Linked DNA regions of Rattus norvegicus: region 2 is linked to region 1. Evidence: chromatin contacts called from public Hi-C data. All regions are on one chromosome and are shown on one strand. The core of a region is the stretch at or near the end of the contact, and the rest is flanking DNA. Distances in the headings are between cores, read along the strand shown. Region 1 has its middle 9.3 kb from the start of Tas2r7l. Region 2 has its middle 37 kb from the start of Tmem168.

The links. A called contact is a pair of places that touch in the nucleus more often than the background predicts.
Region 2: a Hi-C map of liver shows a contact between it and region 1, with 5 times the contacts expected there. The contact joins two enhancer-like sites. A contact is called at or near these places in 5 of 12 Hi-C or Micro-C datasets (the A7r5 cell line, Schwann cells, hepatocytes and 1 more).

The regions. Positions count from the first base shown.
Region 1 is chr4:42,542,139-42,547,655 of GRCr8, reverse strand. No RefSeq gene overlaps it. Among named protein-coding and RNA genes, the nearest start is that of Tas2r7l, 9.3 kb to the right of the region's middle. Within about 2 kb of position 1,410, at least 7 of the 93 cell types and tissues checked have an H3K27ac peak or open chromatin away from gene starts, as enhancers often do. A contact at or near this core is called in hepatocytes and liver, where this site is marked.
Region 2 is chr4:42,784,950-42,790,981 of GRCr8, reverse strand. No RefSeq gene overlaps it. Among named protein-coding and RNA genes, the nearest start is that of Tmem168, 37 kb to the left of the region's middle. Within about 2 kb of position 3,166, at least 3 of the 93 cell types and tissues checked have an H3K27ac peak or open chromatin away from gene starts, as enhancers often do. A contact at or near this core is called in hepatocytes and liver, where this site is marked.

The sequences.
Region 1 (5,517 bases), core at 161-2,660:
TATCAAACCCCAGGGTGACCCTTCCCCACTCTTCAAACTTGAAATTAATCATAAGCCTCTCAACAGGCTTTTAGCCTTATGCTTACTGTTTTTCTGTCTAATCTTGGCAACTCTCCTGTCCATCCAAAACAATTATTTTTAGTGTAGCACAGGCCTTAGCTTGAATGTCTTCTGTAAAGACTTGTGATGATTCCTCCTGGCCTAAAGGATCTGCTTCCTAGGCACCACTACCACCTTCCTGTCTAGGCTCATCCCTTACCAATTCCTCCCATACTTGAAGAACAGTTATTCTGAGCTCCATCTAGTTGCTTCCCTGCAATTCATCCCTAGACTGGAGGAATGGACCTGTTTTATTCCTTCTGCCTGGAACACCTCTATTTCATGCAGGTAGATTCTATAAATCCTTTAGCTCCACATATTCCACAACACCTTACTGTTTTGCGCAGCTAGCTTTCACACTACCTATTTTGCAGCATATTGAGTTTTCCAGAGATGGCTGCAACCTCTCTCATTAAACATATTCTTTGGAGTCCTCAGCTGCCGATGGATTCAGTTTTCACGTTGTGAAGAAGCTCAGGTCTTATGGAGAGGCCATGTGTAGGTGCTGCAGCTGATAGTCTCTGCCCAGGTGCCAGACTTGTGTGTTGGGCCACCTCCCACAATTCCATTCCCCAGCCATTTGAGTGTTTCTGGCAGGGATCCCAGACACTGCCTCAGAGAACTGACCTCAATGTGCTTTTCACAAATCTCTGATCCACAAGGCATTTGAGCATAACTAGGAGGTGAAATCACTCCCAAGGCCTATTATTGCACAGCAACAGTAATTTATAGACTTTCCTTGATTACCCAGGTGTTGATTAGCCTCCCGTTCTCTGGATTCCCATGGTATCTTGAGCATCTCCCATCTGAACTCTCCTCTCTGAACTGTCTTCACAGCTTACTCATTTCTCCCTCACACTAGCTGTTCACTCTGAGGTCATACTCATCTCCTGTACCTGCGTGTTCTCAGTACTTTGCAGAATGTCAGGCATAAAAATAACTGTCCGACAAGGACTTGCTAAAAGCATCAGCATGGCAGGAATATTCTCATCCAGCTTGCTCTTTATATAGGAGAGTGCCGCTGGGTGATGCAAGGGTTAGCACATACCTAAGCTTTGTTCTATTGCATTGTTCTATTGTAAAATAGGTTTCAGTCTCTGAATTTTTTATGAAAGCAAGACAATGTCTGCACTGGAAGAACTACCCAGACAACAGGAAGGTTAAGAGGCCTAGGATATGCTTGAAGTAGCAATGATACTAGGGAATTTAGACTACAGAGGGACTCACTAATCGAAACAGTATCTAACTGACCTTTATCTAAGGCAAGGAATTAATTATTAACCACACAGCCTGACCCAAACCTGCTGAGGCAAGAGTTGAATTCAGATTTCAACAGAGGCCTTTATGACGCGCAAAAGATCCAGGGAAAAGGGTAAGGGTATGATCCAGAGGGTTGAAGACAAGATCAATGAATAACGAAAAAATGGAGGCTGTTTATGGAGAAATCAACCCTTTCTTCAGGCAAACTAGACAGAAATGGAAGCACTATAATGCCTTGGTCAAATAGAAGTCTAAAAATAATACTTAACTGCGTTTCCTGATTAGAACTACAGATAATGACTGACAATTGGGTTTTGTTAGATGAAAAACAAGGATTTCTCTCAATACAACATTTAAATGAAGCAGACAAAGGAGACTGAGATTCAGATTAAGATGTTCCCCAAACAGAAAGTAGAGACCTAATAAGAACTATTCTGTCAGAAAAGAATACTTTTGAGACGCTCTTTTGTCCTACACTGAATTTTCTTTCTTGAAGTATTAATATATAAAGACATTGTTAACAAAATAACAAATTCTGACAAGTAGATGAGTGTCTTCATAGAAAGCCATTTTGTGGTCAGAAGCCAGGGCCCTTACAAGGTTCACAATGAGTCTTTAAAGAGTAAAATACCAAATTGCAATGAATTCTGCCATGCCATGCTAAATGCTTTGATAATGTAGAATTAAATAAGGGAGAGATATACAAAAAGCATGAAACCTACAGAAAGTAAACATATTCATGATATAAAATCCATATCCATTTTAGTTGTGTTTTTCAGGGTCTGGAAATGATTTTTCTGAAATTTGAAAACTTTTGACTGTTTTATGAGGAACCTAAGTATTCCATCAAATGCAATCTCATACTTTCGCAGCAAAACCCAAATTCTGTTGAACCGATATGTGGTATGGTATAGAGTCATTTTCTATAGCAATTTCAATTCTTTTTACTTAAATTTCTTTCTCTACCTGCCAACATGGCTGAGAATCAAGACCATAGTAAAATCCTGCCACCTAGTGACAAAAATTGTCATTTTTAAACAGTTTTTATTTTTCCATTAATTTACTCACTGTACATCTTGATTGAAGTTCCCCTCCTCCCTGTTTCCCTTCACACAGTCCCTCATCCATCCCCTTCCCTTCTTCTCTGAGAAGGGAGAGGATCCCCCAAGGTACCAACCCACCCCACCTTCACTGAAAGATTAGGCACATCCTTTTCCACTGAGGCCAGACAAGGCAGTCTAGTTACTGGTACGGGATTCACATACAAGCAAGAGTCAGACGGAGCCCCTATTCCAGTTGTTGAATCACCCACATGAAAGCCAAGCTGCACATCTGCTGCATATGTGCAGGGTGGGGCATAGGTTTAGCAAATGCATGCTGTTTGGCTGATGATTCAGTCTCTGAGATGGGGAAGGCTCCATGGTGTCTATGAGGGTGACTCTAGCTGAGTCTCCAAGCAGTTGGGGATATGGAGCTTGAAGTGGTCACCTTCTATAGCAAGGCAGGACTCCCTGTGGATGGATAAGGGCACCAGCCCACCCCAAAAACCTTTAACCCATAATTTGTCCTGCCTTCAAGAAGTGCAGGAACGAAGATGAAACAGAGACCGAGGAATTGGCCAACCAGTAACTGGCCCAACTTGAGACCCATCCCATAGGCAAGAACCAATCCCTGACACTGTCAATGACACTTTGTTATGCCCATAGACAGGAGCCTAGCATAACTGTTCTCTGAGAGCCTCCACAAAGCAGCTGATTGACACAGATACAGATACCCACAGCTAAACATTCAGTGGGAAAGTCTTAAGGAAGAGTTAGGGAAAGGATTGAAGAGCCCAGAGGGGATAGGGACTCTGCAAGAAGACAGAGTCAACTAAAAATTGTCATTCTTTATTCTGCATCCACATCAGAATATACTTTAGCTGTTAGCCCTAAGATCACTGCTATGCTGGTAAGATGTCTCAACAGGTGAGGGTGTTTGTCACCACCTGGAGATCTGAGGCAAATTCCTGGAACCCACCTGTATGGTTCCAGGTTCCTGCTAATTGTTTTTTCAGCTTTACATGTAGTTTATGTCACACACACACACACACACACACACACACACACACACACACACACACACACACACACGGTGCGCTGGGGAAGAACAAATATTAAAAAAAAATAACAACAGAGAAAAGGGTTTGAAAAGAGGAAACAGCAGGGATTTTTATGAGAAGAGCAACAGGGCGTTTGTCTGGAGAATGGCAGTTGAGGCTGCTGATCCACACACCCTTCACCCGAGTCTTCAGAGATCAAGGCAGCCAAACCTACACATTGTTCTGTGTAAGCTTGCTGCCCACACAAGTGTACTTTCTAGCCTTCAAGAATACCACCCTCTACTTTAAGTACTTTATTTGCTGAGGAACAAACGTTAGGTTGGGAGTAATCCAAAACAACTGAAAGTTACAGGAGAGAGGACAGAGTTTTGAAAGGATTAAGTCAGTAAGCTAAGAATGGGAGCGTAGTAAAGAGAAAGAAATGACGGAGACAGAAGAATGTATGGGTGGAATTTGGCCATAACTATTGTGTGCATTCAACTTTCAGACATAAAAGATGAAAACCGAAAGGCGGAATGACTTAAATCATGGCAAATTCTAATGCAGGGAATTTCATAGGCAAAAAGAGAAAACAGAGCAAGATAAAAAAGACACACAGAGGCATGAATTCCAGAGAACACATCTGGTTTATTAACGACAGAAAACAGCTGGGAAGTTCTTATTTTCTAAACCTCGTGACTCAGGGACAGCGCTGATCACAGCCCAGTACACCAGAAGCCTGCAAACTTTCTACTGTGCAGTTCTGTTAGTCTCTAAAGCAGGAGGTTATGGCAGACCCTGTGCTTAGGCGATCGTCTCACCATCTGAAATTCTCCATAATTTATAAAGAAAGGAAATGGCTGGGCCCCGTGGATAGTGTAGTAAGCTGATACCAGGGAAATGAGAGAGGACAAAGGTAGGTATCGCTAGCACTCGGTGACCTCTGGAGCCAACAAGCCTTGCTTATGAACTCAGTGCGGTTCGTGCTATTATGCATATACTAGACAAACTTGGAGCTGCTCTCCAGGGACAACTTGACCAGTAGAAACTTAGTCAGCAGGCAGACATAGAGGAAGCCATGGAGAGAAAGAGTGGAGTAAATAGATTGCACTGGTTCTCTCTCTCTCTCTCTCTCTCTCTCTCTCTCTCTCTCTCTCTCTCTCTCTCTCTCTCTCCTCTATCTCTATCTCTCTCTCTATCTCTCTCCCTGGTGTTTCTTGGATAAAAAAGAGTGAGAGACATTTTGCCAAGAATATGAATGGTGAGAAGTTTTTTACAATCTGAATTTAGTGCAGGATGATTTGTATCATCCAGGCCCGTGGGAGTTGTCTTTTTTTTTTTTTTTCAATCGAGTAACGTTGACAGACAGCATATATCAGAGCATGCCTATGTATGTAACCACATCATTAGGAACCAATTAGTAATGCTTCTTCGTTCACGTATTTAAAAAGTCTTCTCTGCCACTCACTACTGGGCACGAAGGATTCTAGGATAGATAAAAATCAGCGTGATCTCTGCTTTCGTGATAATGTCAGCTGAGCTCAAGGCTGCTGCTGCAGCTGCGCTAATCATGCTTTGTGACTCGAGAAGCACTTCCTGGTAGTTTGAGTGAAAATGGCCTCCGGAGGTTCCTGTTTGAATACTTGATCTGCAGTTAGTAGATCTGTTTGGGAAGGCTCAGAGAATGTGGCCCAGTTGGAGGAACTGTGTTGTGGGTCTGGCTTTGAGGTTCAAAAGCCTTCCACGACCCTCAGTGAGTCCACTGTGCCTCCTGATTCAGGATGTAAGCTCTCAGCTGTTCCCACCACTATGCCTTTGCTCTACCACCATGGACCCCAAGTCTGTGAAACCATAAGCCTTAATAAATGCTTTTCTTTATACACTGTCTTTGGTAGTAGTGATTGTAGAAAGTTACAAAGACACATGATTTGTAAGATAATGGAAATAAAGAGATCAAAAAGCAACTCTATAAGTTGTTGGCATAAAAGTATAGTAAGTTTACCCAAACATCCCATTAAACCACCCTGACAATTACCCTAGCTCTACAACTACAGGAGAAGCTCTCACTTCCTCTGAGT
Region 2 (6,032 bases), core at 1,917-4,416, 240 kb before region 1:
TTTTTCTACTTGATTGATTTCAGCTCTGAGTTTGATTATTTCCTGCTGTGTACTCCTCTTGGTTTATTTACTTTTTTTTTTTTTGTTCTAGAGCTTTCAGGTGTGCTGTCAGTCTGCTAGTGTATACTCTCTTCAGTTTCTCTTTGGAGATAGTCAGAGCTATGAGTTTTCCTCTGAGCACTGCTTTCATTGTGTCCCATGTTTGGGCATTCTATGCCTTCATTTTCATTGAATTCTAAAAAGTCTTTAATTTCTTTCTTGACCAAATTATCACTGAGGAGAGGTTGTTCAGCTTCCATGTGTATGTGGGCTGATCCTGTATTTAGGGCCTTCTTTAGTCAAGGGAAAACCCGTCACAACCTTGCCCTGACAAGTCTGGGCCTGCATACAGATCTAAAGCTACTTTTCAGCACCTTCTCCAGCACCTTCTCAGTCCTGTTTGCTTCAGATTTCTCAGATGTAAAGCAACTGTTCTGTGATCAGCCAGGAACCTATGTATTTGTAAAGCCCAATTTTTGTTTAGTCACTTTGCCATCATTGCAACAAAATATCACAAAATTTAAATGGCGGAATGAAAAGGTTTCAGTCCATTATGGACTGGTTTCATTGTCTCTGAGCCCTTGCTGAAACAACCATTATAGGATAAAGGTAATTTAGTCATTCTTTTTGTGGGTATTTATTTATTTATTTATTTATTTATTTATTTATACAGGGTCTCACTGTATAGCCCTACCTTGCGAGACTGGAAATGAGTCTTAAGAACAGGGAGACCTCCCCAAGTGAGACATGAGAATAGAGTTAGATACAAATACAAGAGGTATATTTTCAGTGAGTTGGGGTCAACCTTCAACCAGCCCCTTGTGGTGAATGGCTGTAACAAGCAGTTTTTATACCCTTTAGGGGTACAGGTTGCACCAGCAAGGTTACAGTTTAAACTTATTGACTAAGCATATTGACCTTTGAATATATTGGCTAGCAAACATGGGCAGATTATGACATGCATTTGAACTCTCTGGGACCAGAGGGTCAGGTGACTGTCAGTCAGTACATTCTGCGGTTTTTCAAGAATGTTCCTCCTCCTCCCAAGAACCGCAGGTTGCGAATGGAACTTGGCCTAGGTGGGAAGCTGGAATCGGGTCTAGCCTTGACCAGAGGCAGGTGGGTGTGAGGCTGGCGAAATCCCCTAGGGTTCCTTCAACCTAACTTCTGCAACTCCCTAGGACACTGTGCTGGTGTCACATTCCTAGAGATCCAAAGATTCACTGGCCTATAGTTCCTGAGTGCTGGGATTAAGGCTTGGATCCACCTCATCTAACCTAGTTCAGCAGTTTTTATGAGAAACCCATAGTAAGCCCTTTTCATTTGAAGACCTGTATCTTCTTAGAGCTGACGATTGTAATGTTTTCTCTCACTTATTTTCAGGCTACTCACTTGGTTAATGCCCTGCTGCTGGAGTGGTCTGTGGAGCTTAGGGTAGCTGTTCTTTTGGATGTTGTTCTTTAGTTTGAAGGATTTCCTTGGCTTTATCTTCTAGTATCTTCTAGTACTTCTCATGGTACTTTCTCCTTACCAACTCCATTTTTAACTTCCACGATCTCTTTCAACTTCTTTTTTACAGTATGAATTTAGTGTCTTCGACTTTTCTAAATAGTAATTGAGATTTCAAAACAACAACAACAACAACAAAAGCAAGTCTCATTGGATTTCTCCAGTGTTTCTCCTGGAATTGGTGTCATTCCTTTCCCATTTGCAGTTCCAGCTTCTTCAAACATCTGAACACCAACGGCTGCCTGTTGGTATTTAAGAAAGAAGAATATAAAACGATGGCTTCAGTTTCCTGGTCCATGATAAGAAGTGATAGCCTCTGAGCTTTAAATTTAAGTAAAATTATGGGAATTCAGTTCGTATGTTTTGGTGATCCCTCCCATGGTAAGAAAAAAAAAGATTTAACCGTTAGGTGAATATGAATACCTTTCTTAGAACTACTGTAGTTATTTTGCTTAAAATGCTATGAGAACAGAGGAGATAGGTGATTGGTTAATATAAACAAACACCTTTATTAACTACAGAATTATGAATCCCCTTTCCTAAGCTTGCTCTTGAATTATTTACCCCGTTTCTTAATTCCTCCCTCAATTTATCAATAGTCACTGATACTAGGCAGTGGTTCTCAACCCCTTTGGGGTGGTGAAGACCCCTTCATTGATCTCTTTAGACCATCAGACTATTCATAAGCATAGCAAAATTATAGCTATAAAGTAGCCACACAATAGTTTTATGGTTGGGGGCCACCACAACATGGGGAACTGTGTTAAAGGTTATAGCACGGCATTAGAAAGGTTGAGAACCCCTGTGTTAGAGCCTTTCTAGAGTTATGCTGAATGTCACTGATTTTTCTCAAATTTCTTGGCGGCTGTTCAGCTACTACAGTTTGCTTCTCTCTCAAATATCCCTTCATGCTCCTCTGTTTTTATTGTCTAGATATGTATAAACCTCAGGTCTAATGATAGATCATCCCATTCCCTACATCTTGATGGTATAGTCAGTTTTTATTTCCTTGTTAATTTGATGTGAACTGGAGGGGAAAAAGAGTCATTGGGTGTACTATATTGAAATATAAGTTGATGACATTGTCAATTTTCACAAAATATGGTGAAATAGACCTGTACTCCTAGTCAGAATGTGAGCTGCTGAAGGGCTTTAATCCAGTATCAATGCAAGGGAAATTCCAGATGACGTTACTGTGCGCTCTTTAGTGGACTGACTACAGAGAAGTTTGTACAAGCAAGTTTGGGTGAAGTAAATGACAGAGAGTTGAATTTCTGTCAGTAAGCAGGGGCATATAGCAACGAACAAACATAGGTGTAAATAATTTCTCTCTGTCTCTCTCTCTCTGTCTCTCTCTCTCTCTCTCTCTGTCTCTCTGTCTCTCTCTGTCTTTCTCTCTCTCTGTCTCTCTGTCTCTCTGTCTCTCTGTCTCTCTCTCTCTCTCACTCTCTCTCTCTCTCTCTGTGTGTGTGTGTGTGTGTGTGTGTGTGTGTGTGTGTGTGTGTGTGAAGAATGTAACTGCCAGTATTTCTGAGAATTGAAATGGTTAAATGGGTTTCTAAATGTCTGCTTGAACCACCAGCTGTATTTGGTTTTCTCTGGAACACTGGCAAGATAATCACAGTGGAGGAGAGCCTAGTATGCAGAGATTCCATGCAGCTCTGTACACTCTCCTGTTGCTTGGATTCTAGTGTTTGCATTGCTGGAGGAAGCTAAATTACCTAAAATTGGGTACTCACTCTTCCAGTTCCAACAGTGAAAAGAATAAACTGCTCAGTCTCTCAGCAGCTAAAGCATGGAAGGTTAGGGACTTGGCTAACTGAAATAGAACTCAATCTAATTAAATCTGCAGCCTACCTCTGGTTTATTTCAACTTTCAGGGTATTCTAAAGGGTAAATTCCTCATTCTAAGCACCTCAACTGAAAAATATGTGGTTCTGTACAGACACATGTGCTGAGTCCTACATGGTCATAGAAGGGATGGTGTGACATAGTTCTCATCTCTGGGACAAAGCCAGCAAAGTGTGGGCCTCCATTGAGTGTTGAACTGGGAGTCTTGTTTGTATTGTGTGTGTGTATGTGTGTGTGTGTGTGTTTGTGTATTAATATGATATATCTTCATGTCCCTTCAGGAAATATTCTCCCTGCCAAGGTTAATGACTCCATGATAATCAAAGATAGCAAGTCTAGGAGTTGAGGGTGTATCTATGTCCTTAGCTAAAATGATAGATGCCAGAATATTCAGGATAGCCCTTAAGGCTGTGGGGAAGAATTCTGAAAACATGAGTTCAAGAATATATAATTTCTCAACTATGCAAAATATAAGGATGCAATATGAATTATATGAAGGGCTTCACAGACCTAAAAGAACAGTAACAGTTGCACTATAAACCAGCTTGTCAGAAAGATACAAAAACAGCCAGATATAAAGGCAGGCAAATTCCTGAGTTCAAGATCAGCCTGGAACAGAGGAACTTTAGACACAGGCATGGTCCAAACAGTAATCTCAATAAGGGATCCACCCAGCTAAATTCATTGGTTATGTTTACAAAGGCTGGCAGATCTCTGAATTCATTTGCAATGTTATATTTATAAAAAAGTACTTGCTGTCTTTTTCTAAGACTCCCAGGGCTGAAATCACTTTGTGGGATAATCAAAAGGGAACCTGAAGTAAATGACTGATTGTTAGGTAAATAAAAGATTGGGCCTTGTTCTGTGAGAGCTGAGGTATCTGGATGAGCTTCCTGGAGCTCTCCAGAGAAAGCTGTATTGAGCAGACCACAGGACATCAGCTTGTACCCCATGATCTACATTGAAGCATTTTTTGGACACTCTCAAACACCCTTCTCACAGGAACTCCTCTGTAAGCTGAGGCTGGCCCTTCGCACATGTGTACATGCATGTACATACTAGATGCTACTTTGCAATGTTCTTCGACAGTCATGAAGAATGCACCTAATAAGGAATGATATCAGATCCATTATCAAGAGTATAGGGTTAATGGTAGTAGTACTTTGAACATCTTTCCCCATCTGGTATTTTACAAGGTAAGCCCACATAGAAGGGGAGGGGGAGAGGTTAAGGGGGATGTTGGCCCAGAAACTGGGAAGGGGAATAACAATCGAAATGTAAATAAGAAATACTCAAGTTAATAAAGATAAAAAAAAAAGATCACAGTCCCCTCAATCTAATAAGAATACATGCCAGCCAATGCTCCATTACTGAGCTAAACACCAGTCCTTGACCACTTATTATTATTATTTTTGCTCTGAACTATTTTCCAAATATTAAGAGCTCTTTATTAGAACTATACCATTTGTCATGTGGCATATGTGTATTTCTCTTCTGGTCATTAGCATTTTAGATTTTTTATTTTAATTTTCAGTGTCAACTGTCTCATATCTTTTTAATTGTACTTTTAATTTGTGAAAGTTCATTAAAGTATATGTAAATTAAATTTTGAGGGAAAAGGATTAAGGAGATAATAAACTTGTAATCAGGAGGTAAAAATGAATTAAAAATTATTTCAGAAATTTATAGGAAAGAAAAGATATATAAAATGTCAGAACCAAATGAAAATGTAAAACTAATAATTAGTTCAAAATTTTATAGTTATACTTGTATTTATATATTTTTAAATAGTTTAAGAGTAAACAGAGTGAATGTATCTAGTATGGGGTTTTAAGGGATGAAACAGTATTCCACAAAGAGGAGTGATTTGGCATAGGGTGAGGAGGATATGAATACCAAACAGCAGAGTGGAATGATGGGAGATCTACATGACAGGGAGTCTAGCTCAGATTACAATGAAGATAATAAGAGTAAATTCTATTGAAAATGATAAGAGAATATAGGGATAGAGCTATAAGATCCCTGGAGTGCTGAGAGAAATGCAAATGTATTTGTCCCCTGGTCTAGACCTTTGGATACTCCAATCTGTCTCAAGCTTCTGATATAAATGTAGTATTTGTCTCTGCTTTATGAATACTTGTTTATCCTTTTAAGTCATTTTGTATTACCTGTGATAAAAGTTATTGTGTTACATTGTCTAGGGAATAATGCCATGTTTGGGCAGACTCCTATTTGTTGTTGGTGGTACTGTTTGGTTTTTTAGCAAATTTTTCAACCTACAGCTGTTTGAATATTTAATGCTGAACCTGGAATAGAGAAGATCACAATACATTTGTAAGGACTATAATTGGATCTCAGATCCTGGCTCTTTAATATTATCTTTTAGTGACAGGGCTCTTTGGAGATATAATTATTTCTGCATACTTTTGGTGAATGTCAGAAGTACAAAATGAATTTGGGATATTTTAATTCCAGAAGGCAAAATCTTCCTCAAGGAATGATATGAAGGAGTCAAAATGATATGGAGACCAGTTTGCAACAACTACAAAAGTCAGAGGTGGGAGAATTGGGACAAAAAATGATAGAAATGTATCAGAAAGCCAAAAACTCTTTGATCATATTGCTATAAATAA